Regions from separate parts of the Mus musculus genome. Here region 2 is linked to region 1. The links are chromatin contacts, called in public HiChIP or PLAC-seq maps. All regions are on one chromosome and are shown on one strand. The core of a region is the stretch at or near the end of the contact, and the rest is flanking DNA. Distances in the headings are between cores, read along the strand shown. Region 1 overlaps Il20rb (interleukin 20 receptor beta). Region 2 overlaps Stag1 (stromal antigen 1).

Region 1 (7,216 bases), core at 350-2,849:
GCCATTAGTCCATCTTGAGCATAAATAACATCCTCTTCCATGAAAGAGGCCCTCACCGTGTGGAACAGAGGCCTGAACCTTAGCAGAGTCCTGAGGGAGTGGAAGTCGACCTAGCACACGTAATAGGCCCTTGATCTGTCAGTTATTATGTGACTGTCTAGGGGACTTAATATTTTCCTCCATCATCGGAGTCAATGCCAAGAGCAAATTGTGAAACACTTTGTTTTTGGCTTCCACCGAGCCCTGTTCTGGGCTGTTCTGCTCCAGCACCTCCTCTTCATCCTGCCTGGGACCTGGCAGCCTGCCTTCCTCTGGTAGCAGTGCCAGGCACATGCTCCCATGAACAAAGCCTTACATTCCCCGTCCCCTTCCCGAGACAGAGATGGTAATCGTCTCTCTGAAAAACAGCACTCGAATTGAACTTCTAGAAGAATGGTGGTAGTTGTAGCCATTGGAGGACACACCAAGTCGCAGGGTGTGTCACCTGCCAGCTTGACCTGAGTGCAGCTCTAAGAAACTCTCGGAGGTGGGTGCGGGACTGGGGCTCCCCTTCCCTGCAGTTCCCAAGCCTTCTCTTATGATTTGTCCATAGGAGAGTCTCTTCCGCTGGCACTAGCTCTGTTTGCGTTTGTTGGCTTCATGCTGATTCTCGTGGTTGTACTACTCTCCGTCTGGAAGATGGGCCAGCTGCTCCGGTATTCTTGCTGCCCCGCCGTTGTCCTCCCAGACACCTTGGTAAGAACATTCCTGTACCTGTCAGTGTGATGCTGGCCAGATGCATCATGGGCCTTAGTGGGGCATAGACATGTTTTTCATGGTTTATGAAGATATGCAGAGACTGGAGCAAGCATCATTGGGACTTCACTTGTCTTAGTCTGTGATGCTGTAATAAAATACCACAGACTAGGTCATCTATAGAGAATAGAAGTTCAGTGGCTTCTGGAGGCTGGGGATGGTGATGGTGGAATGAAGACAGAAGGGGCTTATGGGTAAAGGTCTTCTTGCTCTTACAACATGGCTAAATGTGATAGAACAAAATTTCACACTGGTAGCCTTAAGGCCTTATAGTTTACATTTATGTAGTTGAGCCTTTACATTACCTCCCACAGTTCCTACCCCAGCCCCATTGCGCTGGGCTTTTGTTTCCAACATGTGGTTTTTGAGGAAACGCTCAGGTCGCAATAGCTCCTGATCAGAAGGTCTGGGTGAGTTCTCCCTTTTCCAGAGTATAGTAAGCATCCCGAGGCTCTGGCAGGCCATTTTGCTGTTCCCCCGCCCTCCAGATCTAGCAATACCAAAAGGGTGGCTGGCTGTGTTGTTCAGCCCAGGGTGCCTACGGTTTCAAGAGTCACGCATGCAAAGAGTCTCACGATTCTCAGGTTTGAAGATCGTGTGGCATGAACTGTGCTTTGCCTTGGACAGGCATGGAGCAGGCCAGGGCGACAGTCTGGACCTTCACAGTGACTGCTCAAAGAGCTGTCCTTCCAGGGACCCACAAGCCCAGGATGCTCATGGAGCATGTCTCTGAGCCTCTGGGTAGGTGTAGGCAGGCCCTGTGTGCCTGCACCCTGGCCGGGGAAGAGTAAAGGCTGGCCTCAGCCGCTCACACATGTTCCACCGGTGGCTCTTCAGAGGCCTCCTAGATCTCAACCACACCAAGCAGTATAATCAAAGAAAGAAAGAACAAACAGGAAGCACTGCGTGCGCGCGCACACACACACACACACCCACACACCCACACACCCATCCCTGTCACCTGAAAGGTGTCACAGTGCTGTCTTGTGGGCAGTCAGTTGCTCCAGTGCATCAGAACCAGCTGTGGCTGTCGTCCACACACTGTCGGGGCTCCTTAACAGCCTGCAGTTTCTATGAAGCTGCTCTTGTGTGGCTTGCTTTTAGGTCTCTACAAGAGACCTGACAAGAGGAATAACTCCCCCTTTAACCAGGTCTTCAGGTTGCCCTCCACCCAGCTCTCCTGTCTCGGTCATTTCCAAGTAGTCATAACAGTGTTAGCAGGCAGTAGCAGTAGCAGAGCCGAGCACCAGGGCTCTTGTGAGGACGCTCATGGGTTGATTCAGATCACTGAGTTTGCCCCGACTTCTGTCTGCTACTTGATTGCGAGAACACGATAACGAATCTATCTATGAGTGTAGCTACCTCGGTTTCTTCCTGTTCGTCAACTTTCCATGCACTTTTGCTTTTTTATTTTTCGAGATAGGGTCTCACTATGTAGCTCTGGTTGTCCTGGAACTCACTTTGTAGACCAGGCTGGCCTCGAACTCAGAAATCTGCCTGCCTCTGCCTCCCAAGTGCTGAGATTAACGGCGTGTGCCACCACACTCAGAAAATTTTCATGCATTTGAGTGTGTACACATTTCTGATTGCTGGATCTTCTTAACTAAACCTTTCAGCATTATGATGGGTTTCTTTTTATTTTTGATAATATTCAATTCTTTTTGTTTGTTGCTTATATGGTATATCCTTTATAAACTTCTGTGTTCAAGTTTAAAGTGCCTTTTGTAGACAGGCCCCTAATGTGAAGATCAGAGTTAGGGTCCCCAGAACCTATATAAATGCTGAACAAGGGATCAAGGAAAACTTAGAATGCCATCTAGGGCCTGAACATAAGAGCACATGTATCCACCTACACATGTGAAAACACAGAAACACACACAAGCACACATGCACACATGAACACATACATGCACATACACATGACACACACACGTGCACACATGCATATACACATATGCACACATTCATGAAAGTGCACACATGTGCTTGAAAAGGAAGTTAAATAGTAGGGATTTATACAATAGTCTTTGTTGCTACCACCACTCAAGCAATGTCTAATGAATAATTTTTATGAAAATGATTTTTTAGAAAATAACCAGTTCGTCTCAGAAGCTGATCAGCTGCAGGAAGGAGGAGGTGGACGCCTGTGCTGTGGCTGTGCTGTCCTCGGAGCATCTCTTTGGGGTCTGGATCTCACAGACTTGAGAAGGACCTGATGGATTAACAGCCTGGTCTGCAGGACCCAGAACCCTGGATGGGGTGGGTTGTGTTTCTGTTTTCCTCTGTGGACAAAAGACAAAGAGAAGTAACAGGAGCCTACTGTGTGCACGTCTAGCAGTGACCGTCAGAGGCAGAGTGGCGTGACCATCCAAGAGTGACAGAAATAGTCTAGAGAGGTGATCCCCAGACACACAGTTACCATACGCTCACTGAAAAACAGTGGAGAAAATGGCTTCATACCTCGGACCCCCGCTTTGTCACCTGTAGTGGGGATTAAATGGTTTCTCCCCTCATCTCTGTGTGTATACAAACTCGCACTTGCAGGTTGGCAAGGAGACTGGTGGCACTGTGCACAACGGTGAGTTCAGATCATGCGGACTGTGGGGCATACGCGTGTGCTAAGAATGATCAGAGTACTCAGCCGGGTGCAAAATCTCAGCACTTTGGAGGAGCGGGAGAGAAAATCACAGCCTAGACGACACGGTGAAACCCCATCTGAAGTAAACAACCGAACAACCAAGAGTAATAAACCTCCTTTTGTCAAATCAAACTCAGACCACTGTTGGTTTGGACTTCCCTCTTTACAAGAGGAAACCCGAGGAGGGACGGAAGAATGGGAGGGCTGTTTCACTTCAAGCCAAATCCTGTCAGCACGCTCTGCTGAGGGTGACATCGAGAGAGGCCGTAGCCCGTCCATGATGGGACATGCGCGGATGCTGCTGTGGGTTCATGAAATGTCATCAGATCCTAGGACCTTGTCCACAGTAAATCACACCAGCTCTCTTCCTAAGGACAATTCACTCAGGGTTTCTCAGTCGCTCTCAGGTACTCATCAGGAACCCCTGACTAGAGGCATAACCATCACTACCTCCAGGCAGCGAGGGAGGGGTGGAGGACAGCTTCAGTCAGAGGAGGATGAAAGGAGGTGGCTTCATCTCTCTCTGCAGAGTCAGGCTCACCACCACCTCCCCCTCTGGAACCTGGAGCTGGCTTGTCTCTGCCCCAACTTCCTGGGCTTCACCAGCCAGACAAGGGTAGAGACAGTGTAACGGTTTCAACCAGGTGCTTCCAGTCCGTCTTCAGCACAGATGCCAACGGCCTCATCTCTACTTTGGGGACTCCAGGAGAGATATGTAGGGGTGTGGGCAGATATGTAGGGGTGTGGGCTGAGGCTCCCTGCCTTTGTCCTGTTCTGTATATTTCTGCCTTGACTCTTTTGTGAAGCGTGTGTTAAATGTTATATTTCAACTGGTCTGGAAATGTGCTGTTTACAGAATTAAAAATTGCATACTTACATTAACCTTCATCTTTTCTCCCCTCTCTTCTCTGCTCCCTCACCCCAGGGACTTCATTCCTCTGTTACCTAAGCTCAGAATAAAGAATTACCCCGAGCCTTCCTCTGTTACAGTTTCTCATGGGATGCTCCCTGGTTTTGCTGGCCTCTGTAGCTACATAAAGACCTCTCTCAATTATTCTGTTGTCTCTTAAGGTTCCCAACATGTGGATATTGGACCCCACCCGAACATCAGAAACAGAGCCTGCTCCTGATGGGGGGATAGCTACCTCCTCAGAGCTGGTTTACTCTCTTAGAACCCTCTTTCCTCTCTCTGTCTGTGTAACAGTTCTAATTGTCAGCTTGATGCTATCTAGAATCAGGCAGGAAGATTCTGAGTGAGGGACTGTCTAGATCGGGTTGGCCTGAGCTCAGGTCTGTGGGGGATTGTCTTGATTATGTTAATTGATGTGGCCCTTGCTTCCCACAGACCCAGATTCTCTACTTGTGCCTTCACAGAACACTTAGCATCATCCCAAAACAAAGTCCCGCTTCATGGAGCTTGGATTTCAATGAACAATAGGGAGATGATTAAACAATACGATATTACTAGTAAGCGAATTATTAGTATACCGAGAGTTTATAATAAGCCTTAAGAAAAAGTGAAAAGATAGAGAATAAAATTGGCCCAGGGCAGGTCACAGCCCTCTAAAGATGAAAATGAACACCAACACCGGAACCCACACTTCTGTCCCCATGTAGCCCCTGGTGTGAGAGATTATGTGTGATTTGAGTCACAGTAACTTGGCAACAAATCCTCAGGGGTATGCTGTCTAAAACAAAATTTATTCAGTGTTTGTACTGTTTCTATTGATAGTTCTTTAAAAAGTTATTTTCCTAAGCTATCAGATGAAGCAAATGAATACTCTTTATTCTGAAAGAACCTGACTTTGGGCATCAAAACTGCGGAGGGTCAATTGTGGACGTCAAAGTTTGCATAGGAACAGTGTGTTGTTAGAACCAGATCTTTGATGGCCAGGGTTAATGTCAACTTAAGATAGGCTAGAGTCATCTGAGAGGAGTCAACTTAAGACAAACCAGAGTCACCTGGGAGGAGGGAACTTCAGTTAAGAAAATGCCTCCACAAGACTGGGTTGTAGGCAAGCCTGCAGGACATTTTCTTAAGTAGTGAATGATGGGGAAGGGCCCAACTCACTATGGACAATGCAGTCCCTGGACTGGTCTTTCTGGGATCCATAAGATAGACAGGCTGAGCAAGGCCAATGGCCTCTGTGTCAGCAACTGTCTATGGGTTCCTTCCCTGCTGGAGTTCCCACTCTGACTTCCCTCTCTGATGGATTGGAAGTGTAAGCAAAATAAACCCTTTCTTTCCCAAGTTACTTTTGGTCATGGTGGTTTTTTTTTTTTTCTTCTTCCCAGTAATAGAAACCCTAAGACAAAATTAAACAATGGATAATGTGGAGTCACGCCTGCATAAAATGCACAAGTCTTTTGTGCCACCTGAAGTTGGAAGTCACACCATTTGAAACCCATAGTTTGGTGTTAAAAAAAAAAAGTGCTTTTGCTTTTTCCTGTTGAAGTGGCAGGGTAGAATCAAACCCCTCCACAATGCACACCGATGACGTCATTTTGGTTCTCAACGTTGTTTATCCTCCAAGAAGTCAAGGTTTTCGTAGAACAATAGCTAATTCTGTGTCTGGTCTGGAAGGGAAAGGCTTGTGGGAATTCTAGAACATTTACTCCTTGCTCCATCAGAAAACCAAGTTTTGAACAATTGGGTCAGTCAAAACTTTACATAACCAGTCTAAAAGGAGTCTCTCCTGGCCACAGGTGGGGCAGAGTTGAGCACGCCGAGGAGAAAGGCTATCCGTCAATAAAAATCTACCTGAAATCATCAGCCCATAGGGATAACCAAGAAGACGATGGGACAAACTAATTCTCAAGATGAATTAAGTCCAGTGAGGTGGCTCAGATGGCTAAAGGCGTTGGCAGAGCAGGCCTGGAGACCTGGGCTCAACCCACGCCTGGAAACCACAGAAGGGGCAGGAGGGAGCAAATGCCACAAAGGGGTTCCCTGGCGTCCGCACAGTGGCACAACACACACACACACACACACACACACACACACACACACACATGCACACACCCTCCACACACATACAAAAGTAAAAATTTGAAAGAGAGCAACAGTATGTATTTCTGCTGCTAACTTGTCAGGTCTTGGAAAGTATCTATGTCAAACAAAACAAAAAACAAACACCCTGACAGACTTGGCTCAGCTCAAGGAAGACTATAGGAGGATTATTGGTGGTTAGATAAAAGCCAGCTTTCCTCAGGAACTTGTGAAATGGGATTCCCTCTGCCAAAAGGAGTCGTGTCCCTTGCCTCTGGCAGAGGGGACATGTGGCTGTCCATTGATACATACCCATGGCTGCAGATCAAAGTCTATGCTGGCCTCCAGGTTTCCTCAGACCCTACTTACACCCCAAAGCCCAGGTTAGCACCCTGGCCCTTGCCACTCCTCCCCCACTTTGCTAACTCCCAGGCTGCCTCCATTCACAGGCTTCCTTCCTCCCAGAAACCAGCCAGCTCTCTATAAGACTTTTTCCCCTTTCCCTCGTATGCTATTCTATACCATACTCCTTGCTACTCTGGCTAGTCTCAAGACTATTCTATGACACACACACACACACACACACACACACACACACACACACACACACACACACCTTTCTCTCTGCTCCCAATAGTGCTGGCCATGTCCAATCTGCTTATTTCTCCCTCTGCTCTGGACTCTTCCAGGTGCCTCTGGATGTTCTCTCTGTCTCTGTCTCTGTCTCTCTGTCTCTGGGCCCCCCACCCCGCCCCCTTGCCCCCCTGCCCCATTCACAATAAAATCTTCCCCCA
Region 2 (7,174 bases), core at 4,306-6,805, 270 kb before region 1:
TCTCAGCCTTCCTTAATGCTGTGGCCTTTAATACAGTGATGACTTCCACCCATAAAATCATTTTGGTTGCTACCTCATCTTATAACAGTAATTTTCCTACTGTTACGAATTATAATAAAATAAAAAAAGTTTCTGATGATTTACAGTGACCCTGTGGATTCAACCCCCAAAGGGTCCTCAATCCCACAGGTTGAGAACTACTGTCCTAAATGTGTCATCTAGGATATTTCAGTTTACACAGGTCTCTCTATCATTACAACTCACAGAAAACTCTAGATGATACTGTAGCCTTTTCCATTCTAGCCAGAGGGGCAGTACTCTCCCTGGTGTACTAGCAAAGAACACTGTGACATGTACAAAAGGGAGCAGTACCCTAAGTGGTATAAAAACAACCCTTTAAGTTACATGAAAGCCTACTGTAGTTATTGTAAATTCCCAATTTCTGACTATATACACAGACTACATGGCACATCTGATGAGCTGGATGTCTCTTCCTAGGGTACAGCATTAGACTCCACCCCCAAATAAGAAAAAACTTCTCAGTTTGTCTTGCTAACTCTAGCTAGAAATAGGTTAAGAGAAGCAGTAGTAACCACAGAATAGACTGTTGTAACAAAAACAAAAAGCTGAGACGTGACACCCAAGGCAAAAAACAAAAGCAGAACTTGAGAAAGCACAGGACAGTGGACATCCAGGGACACTCGTGGCTTGTTAGTGGAAGAGAAGGCACCACAGAAGCGGCAAGTTCTTGACAATGGCAAAGGTGCAGCCGGGAGAATGCTAACAGAGTTGCAGCAGCTGAAGAGTGACAAAGCCAAGAGCAGCTGCTGCGACATTGACAACAGTCTTTAATAGTAACTTCTTTTAGCTGGTTTCGCAAAGTTTCTCATTAAAATTTTGTAATTTAGAAAGTATTCTTGCAAAAAAAATATAAATAGCTCCATACCCAAATATGAGACTACCTGTGTCCAACCTCCTGGCTGGAATAGTGAGTTCTTCCCCACAACTGACAGTTGACCTTCCTCAACAATGTTTTAAAGGAATTTTTTAAATTATTTAATGTGTCTGTGTAAAGTACATATGGAGGAGAGAGGGCAACTTGCAGGAGTTAGTTCTCTCTTAGCACTTTGCAGATCCCAGATTTTGAACTCATGATCTCGGGCTTGGCCATGGCAAGTGCTTTTGCCTACTGTGTCTCACCAGCCTATCCAGAATAAATTTTAATAAAAAAATTTTGACAAATTTAAGTTCTTCTTTATGGGAATTTTCTTTAAAAAATATACATAGAAAAGTGGGCAAATTAAAAATGTCTACATTCTACCTTTCTTTACTCAAATGATTCTGCAAATCGATTAAGAAAGGTAAAATACGATGAAAAAAAGCACTTTCACTGCTATTTTAAAATTTAATATCAACTCCCAAAAATTTAGAGTACAAAAACATTTCTGTACCATTTCAGTTGCCAATGTTATTTCAAGGACACAATATACTGAATATAAGTTATTAGAGAGCAGATTTTCTTATTCACTGAACATACTTTTATTCACCAGTTATCAATACTATATATCAAAAAAGTGAAGTTGATCAGCCACTTATAACCACAAATGGTGGTTAACGACATTATTTAAGATGTGCTTTTTCAATATTCTATTATGCTTTTGCTAAGCTCAACAGTTTCAAGTATATACATAGGAAGAAGAGATAGCTGGATAGAGATGGAGAGGAGCCTGAGGGAAAGGAGGTTCATTGACAGGCCCAAATTGGGATCCAGCTCAAAGGGAGGCTCCAAGGCCTGGCACTATTACTGATTCTATGGTGTACTTATACACAGAAGCCTAGCATGGCTGCCTCCAAGAGGCCCAACAAGCAGTTGAAAGAGTCAGATGCAAATATTTACACCCAACAAATGGACAGAAGCCAGGTACTCCTGTGGTTGAATTAGGAAAAAGCTGGGAGAAGCTGAGGAGGAGGGCAACCCCATAGGAAGTCTCAACTAACCTGGACCCATGAGATTTCTCAAGACACTGAGCCACCAACCAAGCAGCATACAACAGTTGACATGAGGCCCTGACACATAACAGCAGAGGACTGCCTGGTCTGGCCTCAGTGAGAGAAGACCCACTTAACCTCAAGAGATTTGAGGCCCCATGGAGTGGGGAGGTCCAGTGGGCTGGGAACATTCTCTTGGGGAGGAGGTATGGGATGAGGAACAGTCAGAGGGCAAGCTAGGAGGGGGATAAGGACTGAACTATAAAAACAGATTAAAGAATAATAATAAAAAATTATTTGGTTCACATTGAAATATAACTAAATGTAACTAACCTATTTCCCATAGCAAAACCATGTAAATTCATATAGAGAAAAATCAAAGAACTAGAACATGATGTTGGATTTCTTAAAGATGGATATGTATGCCTCATGGACAGATGAAGAAGTTTGAGAAGAAATGGAAGAAGAAACTATAAAAATTAAGAGATTTTAAAAAATGGTTTAAAAAAAACAACCTTTTGAACATGTTAAAAATATACACACTAAAATTTAAACACACACACACACACACACACACACACACACAAGAAGTTACCTTGCTAATGGTGTCTGTTCACAGCAGTAAAACCCTAGTTAGACACTCTGGTTCATTAGATACATGTAAATAAGAATCGCTCAGACATCTGAAAATGAATCTGTAGTCTTCCTGGGGAATAGCTGGGGTCTACTTTCCTGAGACATTATCTTAATTAGGGTTTCAATTGCTATGACAAAACAATATAAACAAAAGGCAAGTTAGGGAGGAAATCATTTATTTGGCTTCCACACCACTGTTCATCACAGAAGGAAGTAAGAACAGGAACTCACACAGGGCAGCAACCTGGAGTCAGGAGCTGACACAGAGGCCATGGAGGGGTGCTGCTTACTGGCTTGTTAGCCTTGTTCAGCCTGCTTTCTTATAAAACCCAAGGCTACCTACCACCTACAATGGGCTGAGCCCTTACCAACTGATGACTGAGAAAACTTACATCTGGACCCTATGAATACATTTTCTCAACTGAGGTTCCTTCCTCTCTGATGCCTTTAGTTTGTGTCAAGTTAACAAAAAACCCGACAGTACATTCATCTGAGGAATGTCAGCCTAAGTCCTAAGACTGCATATGAATCAAGAAAGTGGGGACTATAATCAGATATGATTGTGTATCAGTCAAATCACCAAGTTATAATCATTATACCGAATCTTGTGTCTGTTTAGAGATTATACTATTTTATTGCATTTTGGATTTCACACAAGAATGTGGCAACCATGACTTGAGAAAGCATATTGGTATCATTTTCCAAAACCATATACTGTGTGTCTTAAATACATTATGAAAATTAGTTATTTCAAACCATTTTAACTTTCATCACTATTATGTTGATTGTAGTGACCTTTGCTGTTGATACTGTTATTAGAACTAGAAGCCTACAAGATGACAAAGTTGAAACATACCATCTGTACCCTGACATCACCTTTTGTCTTCTCTTTAAAAAGTACTAATTTCCTGAGATGCAGTAATACTGAAATTAAGGTAGTTAACAACCCTACACGAACTTAAGAGGCATAAGTCACTTATTTAAAATCAAAAGAGGGGTGGTTTTTTTTTACCCCATCTTTGTAAATGGCACAGGGTTGTGAATTCCTTTTTTCTTTTCCTTTTCCTTTTCCCTTTTCTTTTCTATTTTTTTCTTTTAACGCAAAGTTTCACTGTGCAGCTGTGGCTGGTCTGGAACTCACTATATAAACCAGACTGGACTTAAACTCTGAGATCTGCCACTTTGAGTGCATAGATTAAAGGCATCAGATCATCTCACCAAATTAAAAGTTCTAAATGATTGTGTACAGTAAAAGATATGTCAAAACCTAGAAAGGCAAAAGGGTAGACCTCTTGCGCCAAAGAGTTTAATCAAGTTTGGATGGAAAGAATACATTCTTGAGGAAGTTAAAAAGTACTGCTGAAGCAAACAATCAAGTAAAAAAGCAAACTGGCATTAATGATGGTATGGAGAGAGTTACAGCGCTGAACTAACTAAAGCAGCTGCAAAAGTCCATTGAGACAAAACCTAATCCCTAATAAGGAGCCCAACTCTCTTCAAATGCAAAAGGAGTAAGGAGCAGTAAACAATTTGAATCTAATAAGGAAGGGTTAAGGAGGTTTAAGGCAAGGTGACAATCACAGGCTTACGAGGTAAACATGAAGAGCTGAGTTTGAGCCCTAGAATTTGTTATAACATTAAGTAAATAAATATTAAAAGGCAAGGAGGCAGTATGAGCATTTCACATAAGTGGGATGTGGGGACAGGAAGATTACCAGGGTTTGCTGGCCAGTCACACAGCTTAACTTAATCAGCAGGGTTAGGACCCAAGGAACTATACTGGACCTCAAACCTCCACTTATGTGTGAGCACATATGCACTTGCACATTCATTTACATCCATACCATACAAGAACACAAGTACACACACAAGATGTCATCCCACAACAAAAAAAAAGCACATAGTGAAAGGAGTTCTAATGAAAACCTTCAATAAGTTATCTCAAAATACCTAAGTAAAATAATCAAGAAAGATGGTTATACTAAGTAATAAATTTTTCCCTTTTTTCAGGTGTGTGTGTGTGTGTGTGTGTGAGTGTGTGTGTGTGATATGTACTCATGTTTGTAGGGGGGGGGGGACCTACACATTTAGAGGACCATCAGTGTATGAAAGCATAGAGGCCTGAGATTTTAGGAATCATGCTAATAACATGAACATAACTCTCCTCCCAGACTCAGAGGCAACCCAATTCCAGTCAGCATGTCCTTCTTAACAACTATACTCCTGTAAAGCAGAAATCCCCTTCAATGTGGCTAACAATTTCAATTCCCAAAAGTTAATTCCCTAAAATCAATACTACTCATACCATTCCTGCACATTCTCATTTAACTAGTAACAATACCTAGCTGAAGTGGGACTCAGGTCCCTTGCCAATGTAACAGACCCAACTGTAAAAGACGTTTGTTCCTTTACCTTCTCATATGACCATATGACTGCTTACTCAGGTTTATTCGAAATAAACCTGCCCCTACAAAACAGCCACTTTTTTTTTCCAATCTTAAAATCCCAAATTCCACCACTACTTTATTCAAAAAGGTCTCTCTCAATCAAACACAGACAATGCAGTTATAGCTATTGCCAACTTATGGCTAGGGATACCCTATCTCTGACTTCTGAAACTGAAATTACAAGCAGGCCACCAAGCTCACCTGACAGTTGGTTACATTATGTTGAGAATCTAAGCCCCAGTCCTCATACCTGTGTTTCAACTCCTTTAACCACTGTACCATCCTACAGTCAGTAAATAATGGCTTTGTACTGTTGATTAAACAGCCTCACATAGGAGTAAGATGCCATCTAAAACTTTCAAAGCTAGAGGGGATGTCTGCATTCAAAAGTTAAAGAGAAAAATGACTGTCTTGTTAAAGGCTGATACAAATCATAACTTTGAGAGGAAGTTGATGCTTAATTCCCATTCTGAATCATGAGGCCCCTCAAAATTATACTAAAACAACTCTATGATGTACAAACAGAGCAATGCCTGAATGACACGCTTGTCTGTTTACAATCTGGTTTACTGTCTTAGTGCAGAGAACAGACAATGATCAATGCAAGTCTTCCCCCCACCGCCCAATGCAAGTCTTATAAAAGACAACATTTAACTGGGGTTGGATTACAGGTTCAGTCCAGTATCATCAAGGCGGGGACATGATAGCATCCATGCAGGCATGGTGCAGGAGAAGCTGAGAGTTCTACATCTTTATCTGAAGGCTGCTAGTAGAAAACTACTAATTTCCAGACAGCTAGGATGAGGATCTTAAGCCCACATCCACAGCTACACACCTATCCAACAAGGCCGCACCTCCTAATAGTACCACTCCCTGGACCAAGCATATACAAACTATCATATTTACTGAGTATTTCATACCCACAGTTCAGATCAGCGGGCAGTGAACATTCCTTTCAAAATTACTGCTGCTAGCTGACAACTACCTGTTCATCTTTGAGCTATGACAGAGACATATATAACGAGATTAATTTCATGCCTGCTAAAGTAACATTCATTCACCAACCTATGACTCAGGAACTATTTTAGCTTTACAACCTTTCAATTAAAGAAATAATGAGGCAAAACTACCACAGACAGTAATCCTGCTGACAGATCTAGACAAAATAAACTGAAAACCTTCACACTGTAAGGGACATTTGTCACTTATGTTAGGAGATCAAAATATCAGGATTAGCCTAAGTCTTAAATTAGGTGAAGCCAGTTTGAAATAACGACTTTGGGCGCCTAAAGACTACAATGGGAAAAATATCACATATGAGGCAAAACTAATGAGAACTAAAATTACAAATAAGGCATATGTGGTATAAACCACTGGCAAAGTCTGAAACTTTGCTTTACTATAATTCCACAGTACAACATGAATGGATGACGGCCTGCTTCTTAAAAGTAAGCAAAGAAAGACGTTTCTAGAGATGGAATCAACTCCCAGTAGGGTTGCTAAAAACAGTAAAGGCACAAGCAAGAACGAGATTGATAACCTGGGTATAATCCCCAGAACCCCCCACATGAAGGTGGAAAAAGATAATTGACTCCCTAAGATTTTCCTCTAATTTCCAATGTGCCACGTGCACACACACTCACATATGCATCCACACAAACACATAGCTATGAACAAAAAACTCTTAATTTAGAAGAAAGTAATGATAAACTGGGCATTAAAAATACAGAGAAGTCGTCCATAAAATAGTTAATGTCAAGAAAATTACTGAAACCACTCACATAATTAGCAGCTGATACCTTAATTAGTCAGTAGTCAGCAACATAGAATCAAATACCTCCTTAATCAAAAACATAATCACCAATGACTCAAGTGACTATTTGCATTCTATATAATGATTTCTCCAGGTACAGACATAGCTATAGTACTGGAAACATAATCTTTAAAGATATCAGAAAAAAAAACTTCTGTTTCCACTTGAGTGGAAGGTTCATTTTATTGCAAGTGTTATAACAGAACCCATAATAACTGTGACTATGGCTATATTATTAACACAGACATAAAATAAAAATTAAGTAGGACAATTGCAAGTTAAGATTATT

What was found. HiChIP or PLAC-seq counts read pairs in DNA pulled down with a chosen protein or histone mark.
Region 2: a contact with region 1 is called in a BATF HiChIP or PLAC-seq map of CD8 T cells, with 6 read pairs. The contact joins two enhancer-like sites. A contact is called at or near these places in 2 of 115 datasets of contacts at active chromatin or transcription factors (CD8 T cells and bone marrow-derived macrophages) and 2 of 9 other capture datasets (adipose tissue and liver).

The regions. Positions count from the first base shown.
Region 1 is chr9:100,454,909-100,462,124 of GRCm38.p6, reverse strand. Il20rb (interleukin 20 receptor beta) reads left to right here. Exons shown (of 7, transcript NM_001033543.3): 6 at 593-735; 7 at 2,884-4,406. The coding sequence ends at 3,000. Among named protein-coding and RNA genes, the nearest start is that of Gm28166, 8.6 kb to the right of the region's middle. Within about 2 kb of position 1,599, at least 67 of the 459 cell types and tissues checked have an H3K27ac peak or open chromatin away from gene starts, as enhancers often do. A contact at or near this core is called in CD8 T cells, where this site is marked.
Region 2 is chr9:100,727,687-100,734,860 of GRCm38.p6, reverse strand. The region is part of intron 3 of Stag1 (stromal antigen 1); the gene reads right to left. Among named protein-coding and RNA genes, the nearest start is that of Stag1, 88 kb to the right of the region's middle. Within about 2 kb of position 5,555, at least 9 of the 459 cell types and tissues checked have an H3K27ac peak or open chromatin away from gene starts, as enhancers often do. A contact at or near this core is called in CD8 T cells, where this site is marked.